Linked DNA regions of Lactuca sativa: region 1 is linked to region 2. The links are chromatin contacts, called in public Hi-C maps. All regions are on one chromosome and are shown on one strand. Each heading gives the region's core, a stretch centred on a gene start, on an enhancer-like site or on the middle of the called end of the contact. The rest is flanking DNA. Distances are from core to core; before and after follow the strand shown.

What was found. A called contact is a pair of places that touch in the nucleus more often than the background predicts.
Region 1: a contact with region 2 is called in a Hi-C map of seed, with 4 times the contacts expected there. The contact joins the promoter of LOC111893394 here to the promoter of LOC111893382 in region 2. A contact is called at or near these places in 2 of 4 Hi-C or Micro-C datasets (leaf and seed).

The regions. Positions count from the first base shown.
Region 1 is chr8:148,234,985-148,240,168 of Lsat_Salinas_v11, reverse strand. It overlaps LOC111893394 (transcription factor bHLH68), which reads left to right and starts at 2,735. Exons shown (of 9, transcript XM_023889455.3): 1 at 2,735-3,225; 2 at 3,463-3,835; 3 at 4,109-4,183; 4 at 4,494-4,559. The coding sequence starts at 2,975.
Region 2 is chr8:147,967,081-147,972,240 of Lsat_Salinas_v11, reverse strand. LOC111893382 (protein NRT1/ PTR FAMILY 1.1) reads left to right here and starts at 3,071. Exons shown (of 5, transcript XM_023889450.3): 1 at 3,071-3,308; 2 at 3,398-3,494; 3 at 3,598-3,815; 4 at 3,904-4,454; 5 at 4,778-5,160. The coding sequence starts at 3,407.

The DNA of each region.
Region 1 (5,184 bases), core at 1,486-3,985, 270 kb before region 2:
ACTAGGATTAATGTATCAAGACACTAACCTTTAAACTATTTGATGAATATCATGAAGATTTATCCAGTCATGCAGCATTATACAAAACAATAACTCAAATTTCAGCCACTTTAGGTAGAATGATATAGTTAGTACCCGTGTAATGACTTTATTGGCAACGAGTTCATCGACATTTCCGATGTTGACTTGGACAAAATCCTAAACTGGAATTGGTTCATCATTCATGAAGTCAAAGTGAAGTTAACATGTGATATTTCTCATTGAGGCATTTCATCGAACATGTTGAGTGCAAAAAAATATCTATATTTTTCAATAACACATGTGTCAATTTTTATACCTACAATCAACACAAGGATTTAACTCTTTTTAAAAACATATTGACTAAATAGGTTCAAATTAATGATTAGGCAAAAACAATTTATAAAGGTCAAACAAAGATAAGGAATGAACAAGAGAAACAGATGATACCTAAATTTTCATCAGCATATACCAAATTTAGAGTGAGATTCAAGCTCATAAAAATTTGAACTCGGAGGTTAGGCAGATAGATACCCTTGCCAGATCGAAGTGATCTACAAATGTGATTTGACGATTACTATTGCAATCGAAGATGAAAATGAACGACGTCGATCTCTTAGCTTGTGGATTCGCTATCGATGAAATGACAGATAAGGAAAAAGGATCTGTAAGTCGTTGTTCATCGTCGGAAGAGGTAGAAGTGGGAGATGGAAGGTGGATGTAGTAGACCTGGAGAGTGAAAAGGCGATTGTTTGAACGGAGAAACTTCGTTCAGATCTTCAGTCGACAGAGGACGCAAAGGTGAGGTCGACGATGGCAATGAACTCCAGCGAACTGATGATGGAGACGCATAAGGACGTGAGAGTTAGAGAGAGGGAAAGAGAGATCTGATGAGGAATAGAGAGAGAATTATTATGTGTTTGTGTGTGTTTGGTATATAAACTAAATTAATTATTAATTGGTAGGAAGTGATATTTTTAATTCCCAATATACCCGTATAATTCCTTATAAAATGTCTTTGATGCCATTAAAACAAGTGATAATTACAATTATGCCATGATCAATCCAAGTCATTCAAAATTTTGATCTAACGCTCCACCTTTAGTTCTCAGGTTCTCGGAAAACTATGAGTTCTTAAATGATCCTTCCTATATATATATATATATATATATATATATATATATATATATATATATATATATATATATATATATATATATATATATATATATATATATATATAACATTCAGCTATACAATAATGAATTTGGCCCGTTTGGCATGTGATTATTTCAAAAAAAAATGGTTACTTAAGAAATTGTAAATATTTAAAAGAAAAAAGCTCGAAAATATGATTAGATTGCTTAATTTCCTATAACATTATTGTAATGTTACTTTAAGTGTAAGGTAAAATTCATTATAAACCAAGTATGCCCTTAAAATTCAGTATCAATTTATTGGAAATCTACTTTTATGTTTTGAACCAACTTTAATAAAAGTAGTATGAATTAATAAAAGTAGTATGAATCTAGATTAGATTTCTCTTCAGGAGGACAAAAAATGATCATGATCGCTTAATCAGTCTCATAATTATTAGAATTGATTTTGATTTTGAATTTTAAGGCTGGAAATTTTTGAATTCAAGTGTTCCCTCGATGTTCATTAACTTTTGCATAAAATATTTTCCTTTTTAATAGAAATTTTGGGTTATATATAATTTACGCCTACGGAAGTTTCTTTAAATTTAAATTAAAAATGCTCAAGCTATTTTCTTTACGAATTTCTTATAAATTTAAATTTATTTTGTATTCAATAGAACTACGTTTCGATCATTACGTCACGAATTACAAGAAATACTTTAAATAGATGCATGACGTTAAAATGGCTATTATAATTATGACAAAGAGTGACCATGTAATACTTCAAATTAAAAATAAAATTTATTTTTCAAACATAGTTAAATATTTGTTTAAATCTGTATATAAATACAAACACCTTTTACCATTCTATCTTTTTTGGTTTAACTTTATGCCTAACTTATCATTAATTATGAAGATCACCTCGACTTTTCCCATGCCAAAGCAATGGGTGAATTGTTTAAGTTTTGCCAGAGAGTGAAAAAGGTTTTACTATAATTTACTTTGCTCTTTACTTATTGTAATGTAACCCAACAAACAGGATCGTAAAAACTTATCCAAAATAAAATCCCATTATTCATTATTCTTTGTTGAATTTGTCACAACATTTCTTCCGAAATTATGACATTTTGAACTAATACTTTGATTCAACTAAACTTATCTCAAAATGAGAATGAATAAAGTTTGGTCATTATAATGGAGCGTATGCATCATATATAGGAAGTTAGTATGAACTTGTCATGCATGTATGTACGATTCGATATATATATATATATATATATATATATATATATATATATATATATATATATATATATATATATATATATATATATATATATATATATATGAAGTACAAGTAGTGTTACTTTTCTATTTATATTATTTAGAACCATTTGATTTTTCTTAGGGTTCTAATTATTTAAGTAGAATTGAATTGGCACGACCTTTTTTCGCTGCCCTACTTTGATGATAAAGCAAAAGCAAAGAAAAAAGTAAAAATATATAAAACAGAAAAAAAAAATAAAGAAAGAAAAGAGAAAGCTAATAAAGAAAGGAGAGAAAGGAGAGAATACAAAGACAAAAAAGGTTCTCAATACCCCATCATTCAAAACCACACTCCTCTCTTTCTCTCTCTCACTACTTAATCAAGTATCGGAAGACCTCTGAAAGTTTCTACAAAGAGTGGAGTGTTAGCTTGGGGGAGATTCAAGAAAAAAACAAATTGAGAGCGAGTGATCGAGCAAGAAAAAAAAATATTAAAGTTAAAAAAAAGGGAAAGCTAATCTTTTGTATGCTTGTTTCTTTTGAGAGGGGAAATGAATAGAGGAAATATGTTGCAAAGTTCACCGGTGCAACAAATGCTTGCCGGCGGTCCAAACAACTGGTGGAGTATGATGGCTACCACCAGACCTTCCCCGCCACCCGCTCCTCCTCAAGCTCCCTTCTTTGCTGCTTCTCCACAACCCCACTTCTTTCATCACCAATATGCACCACCACCACCAGTTTCACTTTCTCCATGGCATGATAATCATCACGACTTTCCTGATTCCTTAAGCCAATTACTCATGTAAACAAATCTCTCTCTCTCTCTCTCTCTCTCTCTCTCTCTCTCTCTCTCTCTCTCTCTCTCTCATCTCTCCAGTCTTTTTAGTTTAGGGTACATGGGTTTCTTCATAATTAAGTCCTTGGGTACAAATGTTTTAAGTCTTTTTGTGCTTCTTTATGGACAACAAAAAGATAGATCGAACACTCATACACATGCACAGTTTGACTGATACTCCGATCTTTGTACAAAATTTAATAGGAGCGGATTAGTGGGAGAAGACGACAAGTCAACTTTGAGTCATATGCAACAAGTCAAGAAACTGGAGAATTGGGAAGAACAACTACTACATGATCATCATACTCATCATCATCATCAGCAACAGCAGCAGCAGATTAATCCCATGGTAGAATCCGGAGTGAAGCAAGAAAACTCACTTAATTACGGATCATCATATGGCCACGGCAACGTCGACTTTCATGGCGTTAAACCAAATACTTGGTCTAATCCAATGATCCCCGTTTCATCTCCTAATTCTTGTATCTCGAGTTTGAGCAACAACATGCTTGATTTTTCTACCACGATGAGCAACAAAACAGATGGAAGACACCCTCCTCCAGATCGCTCATCTGAGGTAACTCTCTCTCTCTCTCTCTTTTTTAATGATTTCAATCAAGATTTCTTTCGACTACTTGATCGTACCATATTTTTCTGTTAAGTCACATGATATCGATCTCTTCTAGCCATGGATTCCTACTTATTGGTTGTCACTTATGGTTCAAGTACTATATATAGCATTTAATTGGTAAACGACTAGTTAATCTGTTCATGGCAGAAGTACATGAACTTGCGTAATTTTGATAGCTCATACCTTCTCATTCTTTCCTTTTTTTTTCAATTTATGAAGTGTAATAGCACTGCTACTGGTGGGGTATCCAAGAAAGCTAAAATTCAACCTTCGTCAAACCAATCTACCTTCAAGGTAATTTACCTTAGCTCAAGTTAGATCTCTCTCGATCCTTTTCTTTGTTTCACAATCACACAAATACAGAAGGTGGAAAACCCAAATACAGGAAGAAGTACTTTTTGGAAGATAACTGTTGTCCTTCTTGATTGTCGGTTTCTTTAGTCCATAACGATTCTTTAGTTCATCTGTGCTAATTATATCCACACAAAGAGATGATAAAAAGTCTTTAAAAAATATATGTAAAAGAGGTGTATATATGTTAATCATTGCAAAAATACAATTTGTTATTTTGATTCTTCTATTTGTTTTTTGATGTCAAAAATAGGTGAGGAAAGAAAAATTAGGAGACAGAATAACAGCACTTCACCAGCTTGTTTCTCCGTTTGGAAAGGTATATATATATATATACATATATACATAGTATGCTGTAAATTTTCACATACTTAAGCATGAATTAACGTAATCATTAACGAAGCTTAATCTGAGTATTTAAGAAAGCATCTATCCATTGGAGATTAATGCGAGAGATCGAGAAAAGGATGAAACAAGAGGATGACATGACATAATTCTTTTTTATTTTCCGTAGTAAAATTATTGATGGTCTTATCAAATGAAAATTAATGAGGTAAAATATATCAAAACAATTACGTCAAATCCATTCAATAGGAAGTATTGCTAAAAAAATAATGAAACTGTTTGCTAAAACAAACGATCAATATTCTGTCGTCTATATTTCTTATTCCAGTTTTTCTTGCATGGTGTGCATTTATATGGATAATGAGAAGAAAACAAAACTACGTCAATAAGATTTTTGTACATAATAAAAAAATATCCACGAACAAAATATCTTCTGTATAAACTAGTCACGATCTGTTTGCCAATACTAACATTTTCTGTCGTAAGTTTTTTTGAAATGTATGGAGTACTGAAGTTTCCATTTGAGAACATAAGAAGAACCCGTGACGAGTTAATACGATTCCATAAAAGTTATGACACGAAAAAACCTAAAACCATAA
Region 2 (5,160 bases), core at 1,822-4,321:
TGAGGCCTTGTGGAGGGGGTGGGAGAGAATATAATGGAAAGTTGTGAGGAAAATAGTGAAATTCGACCCTTATTTATAAGCTAGCCAATGGCCAGTACGTTGGGCTTATGCAACATTACGTTGGGCGTAATGGGTTAAACAGTGTCCCAATGGGCGTACATAAGAATTACAATGGGCATGATTTTCCACATGTCATCCTCTGGTGGCAAGCTGTGAGGAGGAAGGGGTGTGCCAGATCGCGACATGTGTCGCCTTCTTGTTAACCCGAAAATTAATTATATTGTAAAATCCCTAACTTTCACGTATGATATCCGTTTTTAACGTTCTTTATATCCATATGTAGCTATCGACGAGATCTATAATTTCCGTTTAAACTCTTTCGGCTAATTTTACTTTATTTTTAAAGTTATACTTTAACAGTCTTAGATAGTTAAAGTCCGTTAAAAATTCATAACATTGTCATCCAACGTCCGTTTTCTGACAGTTTTTATATCATTGAGCTCCTATTAACGAGATTTTCAATTCTCATTTAGATTGTACACTACAACACTGAATCTTAGAAAAATCATAACCTCCTCAAATGAAGTTAGATTTCGACGTTCTCTATATGCATGCTCTCGGTTTAACGACTACTACGGCTTTTGTTTAGATTACTAAGGCTAAAACGTAACTTATCAAAAGTTTACTTTTTACAATAAGCAGAGTTGTGTCGGTATATTCATGAAACTTCAACGGGTCATAACTTCTTCGTTATAAGTCAGATTTCAACATTCTTATGTGTATGAAATCCTTGCAACATATACTATAAATTTGATTAAAATTATCTATCCAAAATAATTTTCTATCAAAAAGTCATTTTTAACGCATGTTATCTCTAAATTGACTAACATGAATTTGTGGGCGTTATAGAATGGAACATGGAAAATGTCTATTTGAAAATATGTTTTTCATAATGAACTCTTTTTGATAAAAATATGATAAATTTTTTGGTTCACAAACTCACGTATCTCATGAGACATTATTGTCTTACGTATCTCTTTTTGATGTCATATATCTCAAGATGTACTTCATGAGAAATGATGATTGATAGAAGTTAGAAGTTAAGAGATAGTAGATGGAGTGGAGCTTGCCAGGTTCTTTGTTAATGATATTGATGTAATTTATATTTGATTGCTATGATTTGTATGATGTTTATTGGTAGCACTAAATGTTTTAGTTGTGAATATTTTTATGGGACCGATTTTTAATTAAATGCGGGTTAATCCCCAAATTAATTTTATAATTATAGCATTTAAAACTCTGAAAAATTTAGGATGTTACATTTACCCGAATGTTATATCTTCGTTCTTCCATAACAACAAATTTTCATAAATTATGTATGGGATACCTATTATTATATTGATCTGTATTCAAAAAAGATTATCTTGGTCATCATCAAATCATCCAAGTATAATTTTGATCCTCATTTACTTGCAATTTTAGAAAAGTATTATGGACACCAAGCTTTAGGGTTATTCACTATTTGGATAAAATCGAATTATTCAATTAGATAATTTGTCAGACTATTTGGTTCGAATATTTGAATTTTCGGATTGGTATTCAACAAAACTAAATAATTATTTTAGATTTCAAATTGATTTTGGTTTATAAAATAAGAACTGAATATTCTATAAAAATAAATAACAATTTATTATTATTTATTTTTAATACATCTATAATTATTTATTAGTTTTATAATTTATTTTTTTTCAAATAGGTTCAAAATGTTTCACCTAATAAAAAACATTAATATGTATTTTCTCTCAAAATAATTTATCTATAAAATATTAAACTATAATATAATTTATTAGTAGTTATTTATAAATTTTAAATTGCAACTAAATAATTTTTTTTCTTTTTCTATAAAATTGGATAATAATATAATTATCTATCGTTTTAAAATGTTCCCGTTTTTTCAATCCAACTTATAAAAATCGATCCAACCATTCTGAATCGGATCTAATCGAATTTGAATTTTATTCGGACTATTTGGATATATGTTTTAAAAACCAAAATTAATTTGTATTCAATTGATTAGATTAGATCGAACCGATTCATCCAAACGAACACTTTTACTAAGCTTTGATCTGGAAACCTTTTAGAATGTTTTTAGAATTGTTTTACAATCAACAAAAGAAATAAATCGAACCCATAGACCCAACTTTATTACTCGATATATTTTCAAACTCAATATGGAAAGAGAAAATGCATAGGTTGAATAACAAAATTAGTTTTATGGGTTTCGTTTTATTTTTTGTTTTGATTGCAAGACAATTTTCAAAATGCTCTAAAAAAAGTTTGAAAAGGTTCTAAAATAGTTGAAAAAAACTTGTAGAAAAAGTTAAAAATATTGCAAATTTTTTCATAAAAAGTGCAAAATAAATATTTAAAAAGTTTGTACAAAAGGTTGTAATAAAAGTCTTAAAAATGTTAATTTGTCAAGAAAAACTAATTTTAGAATGAATTTATAAAAAAATGTTTAGAAACAAAATCGTAAAAAAATTTAAGATTTAGGCCAAAATTATAAATTATAAAATAATAGATTAAAAAATTGACAACCTAACAATACTATAAACAAAAGGTTTTGTAAAAACAGTTTTAACCCTTTAATTTAATTTCTAACACCCACTAAGAAGACTATATATGTAGATATTGCTTCAAAACAGTATTACGTACCCACAAAAAGGAATCCCACAATCATAAAAGAGAATCCTCCAAAGATATTCTCTTTTGTTGCATCTTACGCATAGTACATGTATGGATGGACAAGGTACAATCAGCAAAACATAAACTTTGTGAATTAATATACAAAGTGTTCATGCATGAAGTACAAGTAACAAAGCACACATGCATGATGTCATTTGAACGTAAATAGCAACAAAATATTCTGTCAGACGTTACTTACCATATACCATATAGTACATGTATATCCCTAACACGTGTGACGTCTTTTTTGATGTCATTTGGCAAGTAGCTCTTGTAGTTGTATACAAAGTAACATCAATATATAGAGACTTCTGAATATAAATAACGAAATATATAATCTTACAGGCACTACAGTGGCGATGGCTTTGTTCAATTCATGGCGTTTTGTTTATTAAGCTATCAAAGTAACATCATCAAGGATGTTTATTTACGCTAGATAATAGAAGACCTTTTCCTGACGAAACATATTTGTCTGCCAATACCATGCCTAACAAATGATCCAGAAAAAAGCACAAGTTGATAAACAGAGAGAGATATATCTGCGGTTTTGTTAATTTGTTTTCGTTAGTTTTCAACTCGATCCTAGCTACTATTTATATCTTGTTTTGTTGATTGTGGAAAAATTACGAGATTTTCCCTGCGATTTTCGTAGGTGGAGAACATGGAGATGTCTTCGATTGAGTCAGAAAGCGTCTCTAAACAAGGATCAATTCAAAAAGGAGGTCTTCGAACTATGCCGTTTATCATAGGTACATGAATTAACTACTTGCTTCTTGTGGTAAAAAGCAAATTAAATGATCATATAACAAAACTTTAATTTGCTTAGTTAATTTTCTTGTTAAATGTTTGTAGTAAATGAGGGGTTTGAAAGGGTTGCGAGTGTTGGACTTCGTGCAAATATGATCTTGTACCTGAAAAACGAGTATCACTTAAGCAGCGCAACTGGAGCAAGCATCTTGTTCTTATGGGGAGCCATCTCAAATTTCATGCCTACTTTGGGAGCTTTTCTATCTGATTCATATTTGGGACGTTTTCGCGTGATTGGAATAGGATCAATCGTTTCTTTGATTGTAAGATCAAGTCTCATTCTAATATCATCATAATTTCACACTTATATTGAATGTCTAATTATCAATGATGTAATATGTGTTTCTTTAGGGAATGACTATGGTGTGGTTAACGACGTTATTTCCAGCAGCAAGACCACGAAGTTGTGATCCAACGGTTGAGAGCTGTACAAAACCAAATCATCTCCAACTCGCCCTCCTGTTCATGTCTTTTGCAGTGATGTCGATAGGCTCAGGTGGGATTAGGCCATGTTCATTAGCCTTTGGTGCAGACCAGTTTGATCAGCCTGAAAATCCAGAAAACCCAAAAATCCTACAGCGTTTTTTTAACTGGTACTATGCTTCGGTTGGGATTTCTGTGATGATATCAGTCACAGTTATAGTTTATATTCAAACGGAGAAAGGATGGATTTTAGGTTTTGGAATTCCTGCAGTGTTGATGTTATGCTCAACTACCATGTTTTTCATCGGTTCTCCTCTTTATATCAAAGTGAAGGCAAATAAGAGCTTGTTCACTGGCTTTTTTCAAGTTGTTGCCGCATCTTTCAAGAATAAAGATCTTGCTTTTCCATCAAAAAGTTCGAACCATTGGTTTCATCACAACAAGGGTACCAAGATTATCGTACCCACGAACAAAATACGGTATTTTTTTTCATCATCTAATGTCATCAATATTTACACTATTTGATTACCAAACTAGCTGGTATACATAAGTTAGGTAACGACAACATGCAAGAAGCATGACCAAGTTAGGCATAGATCCTTTACTAAAAATTGCTTTGGAAACTCCGAAAACAATACATAAGAATTTATGGTTAGATTCGTAGTATATACTCTCGATTTATAAAATCTAGTGTTTTATCGTTGTTAATAACGCAAAGTGATATATGCGATATATATTATTAAAAAAAGACTAGCTAAATCGGATATATTCTTTCTTGTTTGTTTCTCTTATGTTTATGTAGATTCTTGAACAAAGCCTGCATACTGAAGAACCCCGAGAAGGATGTGACTCCTACAGGAGAAGCTGTAGATCCATGGAGCATGTGCACAGTGAAGCAAGTCGAAGAATTCAAAGCACTAATCAAGGTGCTCCCGATATGGTCAACAGGCATAGTGATCGCAGTCACTGTAAACCAACACTCTTTCCCTGTGCTTCAAGCAAACTCCATGGATCGACATTTGATAGGGAGTTTCAAAATTCCACCAGGATCCTTCGATGTTTTTGCATTACTAACTTTAACCATATGGGTCGCTCTTTATGACCAACTTCTAGTACGCCAGATTGCAAAACTCACAAAAAGACCACAAGGTTTTAGCCTAAAACAAAGAATGGGAATCGGTATTT